2 separate regions of the Sus scrofa genome follow, and region 2 is linked to region 1. A link is a contact called in public Hi-C data. All regions are on one chromosome and are shown on one strand. Each heading gives the region's core, a stretch centred on a gene start, on an enhancer-like site or on the middle of the called end of the contact. The rest is flanking DNA. Distances are from core to core; before and after follow the strand shown.

What was found. A called contact is a pair of places that touch in the nucleus more often than the background predicts.
Region 2: a contact with region 1 is called in a Hi-C map of retroperitoneal adipose tissue, with 1.6 times the contacts expected there. The contact joins the enhancer-like site here to the promoter of LNPEP in region 1. A contact is called at or near these places in 1 of 5 promoter capture datasets (fetal liver), 3 of 47 Hi-C or Micro-C datasets (fetal heart ventricle, fetal skeletal muscle and retroperitoneal adipose tissue) and 2 of 2 datasets of contacts at active chromatin or transcription factors (alveolar macrophages and skeletal muscle).

Annotation. Positions count from the first base shown.
Region 1 is chr2:103,565,425-103,571,841 of Sscrofa11.1, reverse strand. It overlaps LNPEP (leucyl and cystinyl aminopeptidase), which reads right to left and starts at 3,476. Exons shown (of 18, transcript NM_001105291.1): 1 at 2,861-3,476. The coding sequence starts at 2,879.
Region 2 is chr2:103,348,321-103,353,977 of Sscrofa11.1, reverse strand. CAST (calpastatin) reads right to left here. Exons shown (of 31, transcript NM_214067.1): 20 at 3,651-3,743. Among named protein-coding and RNA genes, the nearest start is that of ERAP1, 64 kb to the left of the region's middle. Within about 2 kb of position 2,142, at least 12 of the 83 cell types and tissues checked have an H3K27ac peak or open chromatin away from gene starts, as enhancers often do. A contact at or near this core is called in retroperitoneal adipose tissue, where this site is marked.

The DNA of each region.
Region 1 (6,417 bases), core at 2,227-4,726:
TACTTCCTAAGAGTTTCACTTGTACCTACCTAACAGGACATAATAGTTACTGCCAAACCAATCCTGAAGACTAGACCAGCACATTTCTCTCCCCATAAAAAAGATCCAAAGTCAGACTTGATATGTAGTCTTCAGCATAACAGTCACCAGTCCCTACCAAGGGCAAGACCAAAAATATCTTCTGAGCCAAATGGAAATTCTTGGCAATAACGTCCTTCCTTTTAAGCCCTTTCTGGAGAAATGCATGTTAAATGGGTTACAGTAGTGAGTTACCTTGACAGGTTAACACAGGATGGTCATCAAATACATTCATTATTATATTAGCAGGCAGAGAGCAGGATTCCCCTCCACCCCCAAAATGAGCCATACCAGCAGCAAGTTTTGACAGAAAACATGAACAGTAGAAAAAGCCTTACTGAACTAGATGGGTATTGAAAACCAAAAGGACAAAACAAAAACTACGTTTGCCCCCTTTTAGATGGTGAAATTATTGACAATATTTTAACAGAAAGATATGTGGTCCCAAATTACTGACTTTTTGTTGTTGTTAAGCTCTCACATCTCCCTCCATACACAGAGCTATAGGAGAAAGTGTAAGTGGTAAAGATTTTATTAAAAGGTAATAAATGTGCAGCAAAAGCCCACACCAAACTTAATGAATCCTGTAATCATAAACTCTATGAGTAATGAAATACTCTGCACCAGAACACCCAGGCCTACAGGAGAACTAGACATACATGTTCACATACTCAAAAGGATTAAGTACAAAGATAAATGTACTTTCCACTATACCATGTACTGATTGAAGACACTAAAGAATTCTACAACTATCCTTCAAAAGTTCTGGAATAAATAGAGTCTATTTTAAACCTGAAAAGCACCTCGAATTTCTAGGACCTCATTTCTTGTTGACTTTAAATGCTGTAGTTTCTATTCTGCTTGTTAAAGGCTGCTAGATAAGGCTCCAAGGAGTGATTAACATATTAACTAAAATAATACATTGCTAAACTGTCTCCAGCACAGACTCTGAAAATCCAGAAGATAGATAGGAAAGGATTAGAAATCCAATTTCCGACCTGAAAGTTGAAGCACTGCTTCTTTTTTGTTCTCCTCTCTGGGACTTTTCCACTGCCCTTCCAAATGTGACAATTTGCAAATATTCATATCAAGAGCAGCATATGCCAAGGAGAAAAGGCCCCAGTTTTAAGACTTGAGAATGTACTTTAATTCTGTGGGCACAGGTTCACCAAATCAGCTGGCAATAATCTTGACCAAATGGGTGACTCAGCCTTGTTGTGGGGAATGTTTTGTTTTGTTTTAATTTAAAGGCAACTTCACATTTAAAATCCTGCAAACAGGGAAGCTCCAAGCGTTCTACCTCAAACAAAGAAAAAAGCCTTGGAATACTCATCGGAAAGGATTTAAGGATTTGTATTAGAAATGTTCTACACCAAAGTACCAGATGGTCTCCAGGGTTCCTTTCAGCTCAAATCTCCCTTATTTTTCTTAGTAACTGTACTAGACTACTCTTGGAGCCCTAGTAATTACAAATAGAACCTGAATGAGAAAGAAAATTCAGAATTAATGTTATCATCATTAAGCCTAATTAAATAGTACAGACAGGAAGATGGCAGTAGAATAAAGCATTCTGAATTATGGACAGGGAGAATATAATGAGTGGTTCCCAGGCCCATGAATGAAACACAGCAAACAGCAAAGTCTGGATAGGGTCTGATACAAAGTGCACGTCTCTGACTCATGGATGGCAACTGACCCACTCAAACAGGGGTTCACTTTGCCATCCATTAATGCGACAAACCATCTACCATTAAGTAATCAACCACCCGCAGGAAAGTGAAAGGTCAACTAGAAAGTGAATCTTCTAATATTGGTGTGAGTCCTCCCTTACTGGCTGTTTCACTACTTTCTGTCCCCAAAGGGATTCCAAATACTGAAAGCTGCAAAACTGTAAGACATCTCACTTCTACATTGTGACTCCCGCACTTCTGGTCCAAACAGAAGCCATCGTTTTAAGCAGGGTGGGATTTATTCCCTCCTTTCAGTAAAGGGCTGTGGCTGTTTGCAGGGCATCCTGCAGGCTCCTGCTTTGACTCTGGCCTCAAGTCACATTGTGATATCATTGTGACGGACCCTTGATATTTAATGAGTCTTCAACTGAAAAACTGGTTATCGGAAGCCAGGGAAAGGAAGCTTGAACGCTCTGCGTAGTGCCTCCGCATCAGACTGGAGGGTGGCAATGCGGGGAGGAACCTCCTGGGAACACAGCAGGGGTGATCAAGCCTTTCTGCAAGTTTCTCCTCCTTCCACTAAATTAACCTGCTAAGCCCCCACCCCCACCCCGTCCTATTAGGAAAAGTCACGCCGGCAACTCGCTGAAGGACAGGGGGATAGCTCCCGCCGCACCACCGAAGTTGTCTTTGGTAAGGGCCGCGGCTTAACTCTTCCTGCCCAAAAGCTGTGGCCAACACCCCCTTCTCCCGGGCAAACGCAGCTGCCAACTTTCCCGTTGCCCCCTGATCTGCGCAAAACAGCCTAAACTTTGCTGTTCGCCCACCTGGGCGCGCAGCAGAGCGTACGGTCGGGCCACACCGACGACGCCCCCACCCTGGGCAAGCGATGGCACTGACCTTCACACCACTCCCCAACTCCGCGACACCGGCCGCCTCCCGCCCCCTCCCCCGAGCCTCGAACTGCTTTCCCCGTCCCTCTCCACTGCCCCTAAGCCCTCACGGGAAACCCGCGGTCGGTGCGACTGCAGCTCGACCTCGCGTGTCACACTGCCCACGACCCTCTTGCCCCAGAGAGCGTCTGACCCCGGGTCCTCCGGCCGCCCACTCACCATTGGTGAAGGGCTCCATCTTCCCCCGGCCGCAGCTCCTTACAGCAGGAGCGTCCAAGCTTCCTACTCCGAACGCTGAAGCGGCCCTACCAACTGAGCATGCCCAGCGCAGCGCCGAGGTCTGTCGGGGAGGTGCCGCGAACAGCGGCGCCGCTCCGCTCGCTCGAAAATCCACAGCTCCGTGTTTTAGCGACAGCTGCAGAGAGCGAGGGAAACTAGAGGAAAAAGCACTGCACAGGCCCCAGCGGATTCCAGGGAGTGAAGAGGAGGGAGAGGGTTAGATCTGGGGGCGGGCCGGGGGGGGCGTGACCGGAACAAGCCCCGCCCCTGACAGAAAAGGCCAGCAACTCGGTCTGTTTCAGTGCCCAGAACAGCGGTCAGTCATTAAGCAAATGTGATAGCCTATAACGTCCCGGCCAGGCCCGGCCCGGCCTTAGGAGCCGGGAACCCAGCTCCGCGCTGGTAAAACACAGTCATTGCCTCCGTCGAGGAGACATTCCAGAGACAGATAATAAACAAACACAAGACACACGAGATTGATATAAATGCCCAGCTCAGCATTAAATCTAGGTGATGTGACGGAGATTGAGTGGGTCGCTAATTCGGATGCTTGTTGAGGAGAGGCCTGGAAGGTGCCACTGTAGCCAAGATCTGAAGGCAAAGCAGGATCTATGGACGAAGGTCGCTCCCGGACTGCGAAGCTTCGGTTTCCCTGGGGAGTGTGGCCCCGGGGAGCTCACTCTGCTAAGGCTTGAGGGAGCAGGCACTGTGGGTCGTCTTGGCAGGGCTGCTGGCTCACATCACAGAGGTCCCATGCTCTCGGTGGCCTGACTGAAGTGGGGGAAGACCCCCAAGGAGTCTGGGCGGCTAGCGGATCGGGGCGCGGCATCTACAGGCAGGCGGATCACAAAACCTGGCACTGGATCAGACCGGGGCCGCGGGAGCCGCAGGATGTGGGCTGAAGGCCTGCCCCGCCAGCCTTAAATCAACACCTGCGGCTCCCCGGGGTGCAGCCGCTGCTGCAGGTGGCCAGGCCAGCAGAGCTAGGCCGGAGAAAGCGAAACTCTCTTTGTCGCCCCCGCCCTCCAGCACTGGAGCCCTCAACTCCAGTCTCCAGCCCCCATAGTTTCCAGTGTCAAAGCCGGGCGACCCGGCGAACCATTGAAATGAAATAACCAGGGGCCTGGGGAGCCCGGGTGATGCTCTTCCAGGCCTCACTTCATCATCCCTTGCTCTCTGTGCGGATCGCCGCTATGCTGCGGAGTTCGGGGCGCGCTGCATCGCCTCCTGCCCCTCATCGCTCTTCTGTCCTCCCCAAACGCAGCCTTGGCCTCAGCAGCAACTTGGCTCCCGCTGTGCCTCACTGCGCCTGCCAACTGTCACACGCTTCTCTGAGGCTGTCAACAGCAGGGCGTCCGGTGCAAACAAGCCCGTGGCAAGCGCAAACAGCCTGGGCAAACAGGGCTGGCAGTACTGTTTGTTGTTTGACCTGCGTGGGAAATTGAAATTAGGTTTCAAAGAAGTAAAATCCAAGTAAAATATTGTATTTTGCAATATTGTATTCTTAAATGTCTGTTGAATTAAATCACCCACTTGCGCTTTAAAATCTCCAGTGGCTACCAATCACACTTAGGATAAAAGCGAAACTCTTTCCCTAACTCTAGGACTTTATCTCCTACACGTGCTTACTATGCTTTGTCCACAGAGGCTTTCTGGCTGTTCCTTAAAGTCGCCAATTTACATTAAACCATTCCAACTGCATGGTCCTCATGGAAGAACTGTTCCTTCTGCATGGTACTTCGACTGCTGGTTCCTTCTTGTATTTTAAGTCTCATCTCAAAGGGCTTCTCTGAGAAGAGCTCTTTCCTGGCCACACAATGGAAAATAGGTGCAAACATGGTCTATTCTATAAAGACTGGGTTCTGCTTTATTGTAGTCACAGCACTTAAGGCTCTCAACGTTTTGTTTGTTCTTACATTACTATGAATCTTCCTCTCAAGAATGCAAGGCAGGGTCATTACCTTTATAAAGGGCTGTATCCTAATCCCTAGATAGATACGCAATAAATAATTTGTGAATGGATGCAGTGGTATTTAGAGTTCTAGTTCACTTGCAATGTTTAAAACCGCCTTCCAGAGAACATTTCTATATTGAGTGGTGCCTTTGTGATCAGTGCAGAGAAGGTGTCTGTATCATATGATACCTCCAAGCTGTTCTTTTCCCATTGTGTTAAAGATAATCAGAGCCCTTAGGCTACCTCCTCAAACCTCCCACCCCCAACAGAACCAAAAATAGGAAGTGAACCACAGGGGTTGGTACATAAGTGGTCAGATATGATATAATATAGGCAATGCTGGATTTTGTCAAAAGGATCCCACACATTGCATTGCCTAGATAGGAGGCTCTTACCTATATTTTAGGTCATGTCTTTTCCCTTTGGAGTTATTTTCCTAGTCAAAGCACTTAGTATCAGAGATATTTAAAACTCCACAGCTTGTTAAATTCCCTCTTTTCACCTCACCTGTAAGCTAGTCTATCATGCTTTTAAGTGTGAAACAGGTTATTTGTGTTCGATCTTAAATACTTCAATTTTGCAGAGACTAGTAAAAATGTTTCACCATTGCACTAGCAAATACAGGAGGATCATTATGTCTTTTTAGATTTCTTTGACGTAGAGACAAATAACTATCCTCTCTTTGCCAACCTCTTGCCTCTCACCCCTCCCATTTCTACACAGTCACGCAAATATGCAAAGGACCATTTAAAGGCTTGTGGGTTTGTATTGAATGTAAAAAAAAAAAAAAAAAAAAGTAAACAAAATCAGAATGTTTCAGAATCCTAACTACCTTCAAAAGAATAAAAATAAATTTTGTTTTGTTTTATTCTGGGTTTTCGTTTTTTTGGATACCATTTTTTATTTGTCCTCATAAAGCCTTTTTGAGAGACCACAGTTGCGCAGATTCACTACTGAAACACACTGTTTCAGTCTTTAACCTCCTCCCATCCTTCCACACAGAACTTCCTCTTTAGTTAAGGGCATAAACTTAAATTATTATGAAGCGACTATTCACTCTCAGAGAAGATAGTGTGACATTATTTACTATTCTAATTTACTATTTTCAGAATCATTGATGTCTACCATTTAACATTTGAAAGTCATAAATTTGGAGGGCTAATTATAAAATATATAGCATGAAAAGAAAAAAATGAGCTCCTTGAACAAACAGGATTTATTTATGAAGCAGCAACAAAGTTGATAATCGATGAAAATAGAAACTTTTCATCAAAATAAAGCATTTCCTATCTATGAATCAGCTAATCCAAGCCTTATTTAACAGACCAGGGAACTGAAGTTTAGAAAGGTTAGATGATTCACTCACAGTCCAATGGCAGACAGAGACTGGAACCCAGGTAGTCTGTGTTCTAAACCAGAACTCTGGAATTTCCTTTTCCTTTTCTATTCCTGCAGGGTAATTAAGGTCAGTGACAATAATCCTTGGAAGGAATATAAAATAAAGAGAAATATAGCTAACTTCAGGTTAGTAGACAGTTATTTC
Region 2 (5,657 bases), core at 893-3,392, 220 kb after region 1:
TTCTGAGGCACAGAAGCTTGTGTTCTCCATGTGGCTTCTACTGGTTAAAGTGGACTCATGCCAGTCAGGTGACAGCCCAAGAAAGACTAACCGGAGCAGAACAATGAGAACAGCCTACCTATGGTCCAGTTGTTGAAAATGAAATGTGATCCCTGTGACATAGTGAGCTCCAGTAACTATTTAAAATGAAACTAGATGAACACAGGCATAAATGGTATAAAGGGAAAATAAAGGAGAAATTATGTTTGTGCTCAAAGACAGGACTAAATCTGGCTTTTCCAAACCACAGGTCATAATCCATACAGTAGCAACTTATAAAATCAATTCAGTAATTAATGGCCAGGAATTTTTTTTAATAAGATTCGTTGTTGTTGTTGTTGTCTTTTTAGGGCCACACCTGCGGCATATGGAGGTTCCCAGGCTAGAGGTTGAATCAGAGCTCTAGCTGCTGGCCTATGCCACAGTCACAGCAATACCAGATCTAAGCTGCATCTGTGACCTACACCACAGCTCATAGCAACACTGGATCCTTAACCCATTGAGTGAGGCCAGGGATAGAACCTGTGTCCTTATGGATACTAGTCAGATTCGTTTCCACTGAGCCATGACAGGAATTTTTTTTAATGAAAGAATAGAAAATAGAATACATCATGCATATCAAAGATAAGTACCATACACTAAACTATTCCTTCTACTGTGTGGACCCTAGGTTGTAGTTTCCTACTGTTGGTGTTGGTCAAAAATGCAAAAGCCACTGAATTAAATAGTCTCAATGTTTATTCTTATCAAAAGCCTATGACCTTTTTAACCTAATTCCTTCTCAGCTTCTCCCTTAAAGAGACCCTAAAATGCATTTTGATTTATAACTGGAAATCTAAGTCTCACTGAAAGTATCATGTACGTTTGCATTACTTTTAACTGCTGTGTATAAAGGAAACTGTACCTTTTGACTTTTATCAGTTATTTATCTTTTGCACAGGGGAAAATAAATTACAAGTGACTAAGATTTTTTAAAAAATTAAAAATGGAAAAAAATGTGGAATACCTTTTGGAATTTTAGAGTAAAAGTGTCTTTCTGTTTTATATAGCTTAGCCATCCCCACCTAAGTAAGAAAAGTAGGTTTTCTGTTAAGCTTCACCACAAAAGAAAAGCTCTCCAGTGGATAAAGGGCAGCTGAGTGGAAAGTGATTTATCACCATCTAGTGGCTGGACATTGTATAGGTTTTTATTCCCGAGGGGAACAAACATCCCTGATGCATCCAAAAGGCTTGGGAGTATAGCTAGGTAAGAGTTGCAATAGGGCCCAAATTTTAGCCCAGCAATCTGAACTGCTTTCTGATCCACACTTACTTATGAGTCGCCTGCTCACACTTGTTTTCTCCTACTGTCTGCTGTAGAATCTTTGCAAACCCTGCTTCCCAAGCCTGTGCCCTTTGGCTCAAGAAATATGTGAAAAAGAGTTAGAAACGCTAGAAGGAGCAGTCTTAAGAGCTAAAGAATCTGGAAATAGGCTTAAGGACTGGAGCCTGTATTTCTGTTGTCAAATTGAGAGCAAGAAGGCAGGACTCTGGATCTGCTCAATAAACTTTCTTTTTCTATAAACTGGAACAGCAGAGGACAGACACCCCTCTCTCTGTTAGGCTTTCTGGTTTTTTTTTGTTTGTTTGTTTGTTTGGTTTTTTTTGTTCACTGATCCTTCAGCCTTTCTTGAGTTCTCTGACCTCTGTCACACGCTGTGTCTATTCTTTCTGGCTCCTGTGGATGTCAAATGCTCAGAAATGCCAAATGACCTCAGTGATGATAAACTCAGCAACTATGATAACCAGAGTCAGGGGAGTAGAGGCCCAGGAAAGGAGGGCAGAGAATGCAAAAACAAGAGCTCCTTTTTTTCCTGTCCACTAAAAATCCAATGTTCAAGTCTCTACAGTCAGGGTAAGGTTGGGAAGGAATCAGCTGGGCTCTCGAAGGCCCTGGCAGTTCCGCTTGGCACGAGAAGTAGATGACACGTGTTTAGGTCACAAGAGTTCTGCCCTGGAACAGTGGCTATTGTCCTTCTGATTCCAGTCACTGCCTCTGCCCCTTGTCCTTCACCAGCCTCTTCCCAGATTCTCTCCTCCTCTCCTGTTCTATCACTGTGACCTGTGGCCTGGCTCCCATGATGTGTAAGTTTTTGGAGAGTACCTCAAGACTCCCCCACCAAAAACAGCAGGTCATGTCCTGTTTCAGGCTAGGAGCAAGTCCCTGGACTGTGGGTGGATTTGCCGTTGGCACCCAGGATGCACCTACTCCTGGGTGCCAACGGCAAATTCAACTCCAACTGCCAAACCTACTCAGGGCACCCAGGACATGTGTCCTACACCTTTATCAAGGCCCCCTTTTCTCATACAACCAAATGCACATATCCCAAGGACCCCACGTGTGCCACACCTCTGTGCTGGCCTGTCCTCAACTTACGATTCTCCCCAGGAAATCAGTGCCGCTCCCACTGCTCGGTAGTATCCTGTCCTCCACCTCAAGCCTCTCCTGGAAAGGCGCTCCTTGCCCCCATGTTCCTTCTGCCCTTTTCCATCTGAGAACAATCAAACTGAACTGTAAGCTTGAGACCTGACCCATATCCATACTAGACTGGAAGGGAGCTGAGAGCAGGCGCCCTATCTTTTGTCCCAACTAAGGTTCTGTAAAGTTAAGTGAATGGCCCAAGGTCAACTCAAAGTTCATTCCTCTCATCTGTATGAGAGAGATGATCAAAAAAGATGAGTGTCCTTGGGCAAATTTAATGAGAAGATATGGCAGAGCAGCGAGGAGAGGTTAGTTATTCAGAATGTTGATTCACTAAGTCTATACTAAAGAAACTTAGTTCTACCGGCTGTTATTCTCTGAGTCAGATTCTATCTACTAATGGAAACAAACCTCACTGAATTCAAAGGAAAAGAGATTCTCTAGTTACTTACACTTCACACGACAACTGGCAAGAGAGAGGGGCAAGAGAGGAAGGAAAGGGAGAGGACGTGAGTCCATCTGCCCTCCCCTCTGGTGGGAGAAGGGAGGAGATAATGATGAAGGTGCACGTTATTCCACCAAGAGAGCCAGTAAAAAGTAGCATCGAGCTGTTTGTGGGACTCCCGATCGGCTTGAAAGGCACCAGAAGGTGAAAATTATCCACCACAGCTGAGCAACTAGAAAGAATCTCAGAAAGTAAAAACAAAAACAAGAAACACAGGAGCTCCTGTTGGGGCTCAGTGGGTTAAGAACTCAACATAGTGTCCGTAAGGATGAGGGGTCGATCCCTGACCTTGCTCAGTGGGTTAAGGATCTAGCGTTTGTTGCAGCTGTGGTGTAAGCCTGCAGCTCCGGCTCAGATTCAACTCCTATCTGGGGAACTTCCACATGCCACAGGTGCGACCGTCAAAATAAATAAACAAATAAATAAATAATAACAGATGCAGTAGGTGAATTCAAATTTTAAACTTGGCCTGCATTTCTAGCTCCTCCCTTTAGTTTGAAGGATGGAGGATGATATAGCTTTCTAAGATTTAATTTTTATTTGTTAGAATAAAGTAATAGGGTGGTACCACACAGCAGGGAGGGCAGCGGAAGAAGAACATTACATTCTGAACAAGACATCCGTCTGGCCCAGAGGATCACTCACCGTAGCTGGCTTTGGGGGTGCCGACTGCACACAGCACAAGGAGGTCCGAGACACGGCCTCTCCCACAGGAGTAGGGGCAGTGGCCTGAGACTCCTGTGGAAAGAAATCAGGTATGATGACAAACTTTTGGAAGTATCTGGTTAGTAAAAACTGAACAACAGTGGACCAACAATGCACTCTGCTATACTACATGCTATGAACATGATTTTTCTTGAATGCTTAAGGATTGTGAGTAAGTACATAAGTCAGGGCCACATTAAAACTCTTGAGCTACCACTACTTCAACTGGGTTTCACCTCTTACCGTAGGTAGGTAGGTTACTTCTGAGACACAGTCTCCACATCCGTAAAATGAGAATAACAATAGTACCTACATTTCAAGGGTTGATAAGGGCTTTTAATGAGATAAGCATGCTAAGTGCTTTGCACACTACCTGGTAATACATCAAGCTTAATTTCTATTTATTATTATTTATATTATTTGCCATTATATAATATATAACAATAATATACCAACCATACAATGCAATATGGTATTTATTTAAGTACATCAGTTTTATAAATCTCAGAGAACCTTGTAAAGTGTAAATAGTGATGCACAAATGCAAGGTATTAAGACTATCCCAGGGGTTCTAAAAGTGAGGTCCCTGGACCAGCAGCCTCAGAACTACAAGGAAACTTGTTAGAAATGCAAATTCTTGGGCCCCATCCTAACATACTAAATGAGGAATTCTGGGTGTGGGGAAAAGCCAGCTGTGATTTGACACACCCTCTAGGTCATCCTGATGAATGCTAAAGTTGGAGAATCACTGTGCTATTTTGTCCAAGAGTGAAATTTAAAACTTTTCAAACGTGATTGCTTTTGAAATTTCAAATTTCAAGAGTGATTGCTTGGAGTTCCTGTTGTGGTGCAGCAGAAACAAATCCAACTAGGAACCATAAGGTTGCGGGTTCGATCCCTGGCCTCGCTCAGTGGGTTAAGGATCCGGCATTGTCGTGAGCTGGGGTGTAGGTCACAGACTCGGCTCAGATTCCACATGACTGTGGCTATGGTATAGACCAGCAGCTGTAGCTCTGATTAGATCCCTAGCCTGGGAACCTCCATCTGCTGCAGGTGCAGCCCTAAAAAAAAGATAAAAAAAAAAAGTGATTGCTTTTTAACTTAGACATTTATGGAAGCCTATCCTATATGCAAAGCTGCTCCGCAGATATAATTAATAGCGCATGAACACTTCTTTCAAGGAACTTGCTATTTTAAAATATGTATAGGAGTTCCCATCATGGCTCAGTGGTTAACCAATCTGACTAGGAAACATTAGGATACGGGTTTGTTCCCTGGCCTCGTTCAGTGGGTTAAGGATCTGGTGTTGCCGTGAGTTGTGGTATAGGTCGCAGAAGTGGCTCGGATCCCACATTGCTGTGGCTCTAGCATAGGCTGGAGGCTACAGCTCTGATTCGACCCCTAGCCTGGGAACCTCCATATGCTGTAGATGTGGCGCTAGAAAAGACAAAAAGACAAAAAATAAATAAATAAGTAAATAAATAAATAATATGTATAAATGTTAGAATACAACATGAACACTTCTTTCAAGGAACTTACTATTTAAAAATATGTATAAATGTTAGAGAACACAAGGCAAACAAGACCTGCTTTGTAACAAATGCCTTAACAGGGATATACAAAGAAAGCATGACAGGCAGCCCCCTGGTGTGTTGTAATTTGCTTAATAAGAGTTGGAAGGGTGGTAAGGTTTGGGATATCAAATGCAGGAGACAAAGGTCATATTTTAGCAGGGCCTTAAAGGGATGACTAAGATTTGAGTTGATCTAGAATTTGGAGAGAAGGTTATTCCAGGCAGAAGGAACCAATGAGAAAAGCCATAGAGACACACAAGCACTTACTGTCATAATTTAGGGATGAGGGGACACATCTTGGCAGGAAAGGAAGCTGGGTTCTAAACAGATGAGCAGGAAGTTTCATTTTATAGGGAATGAAAATCTCCTGAGG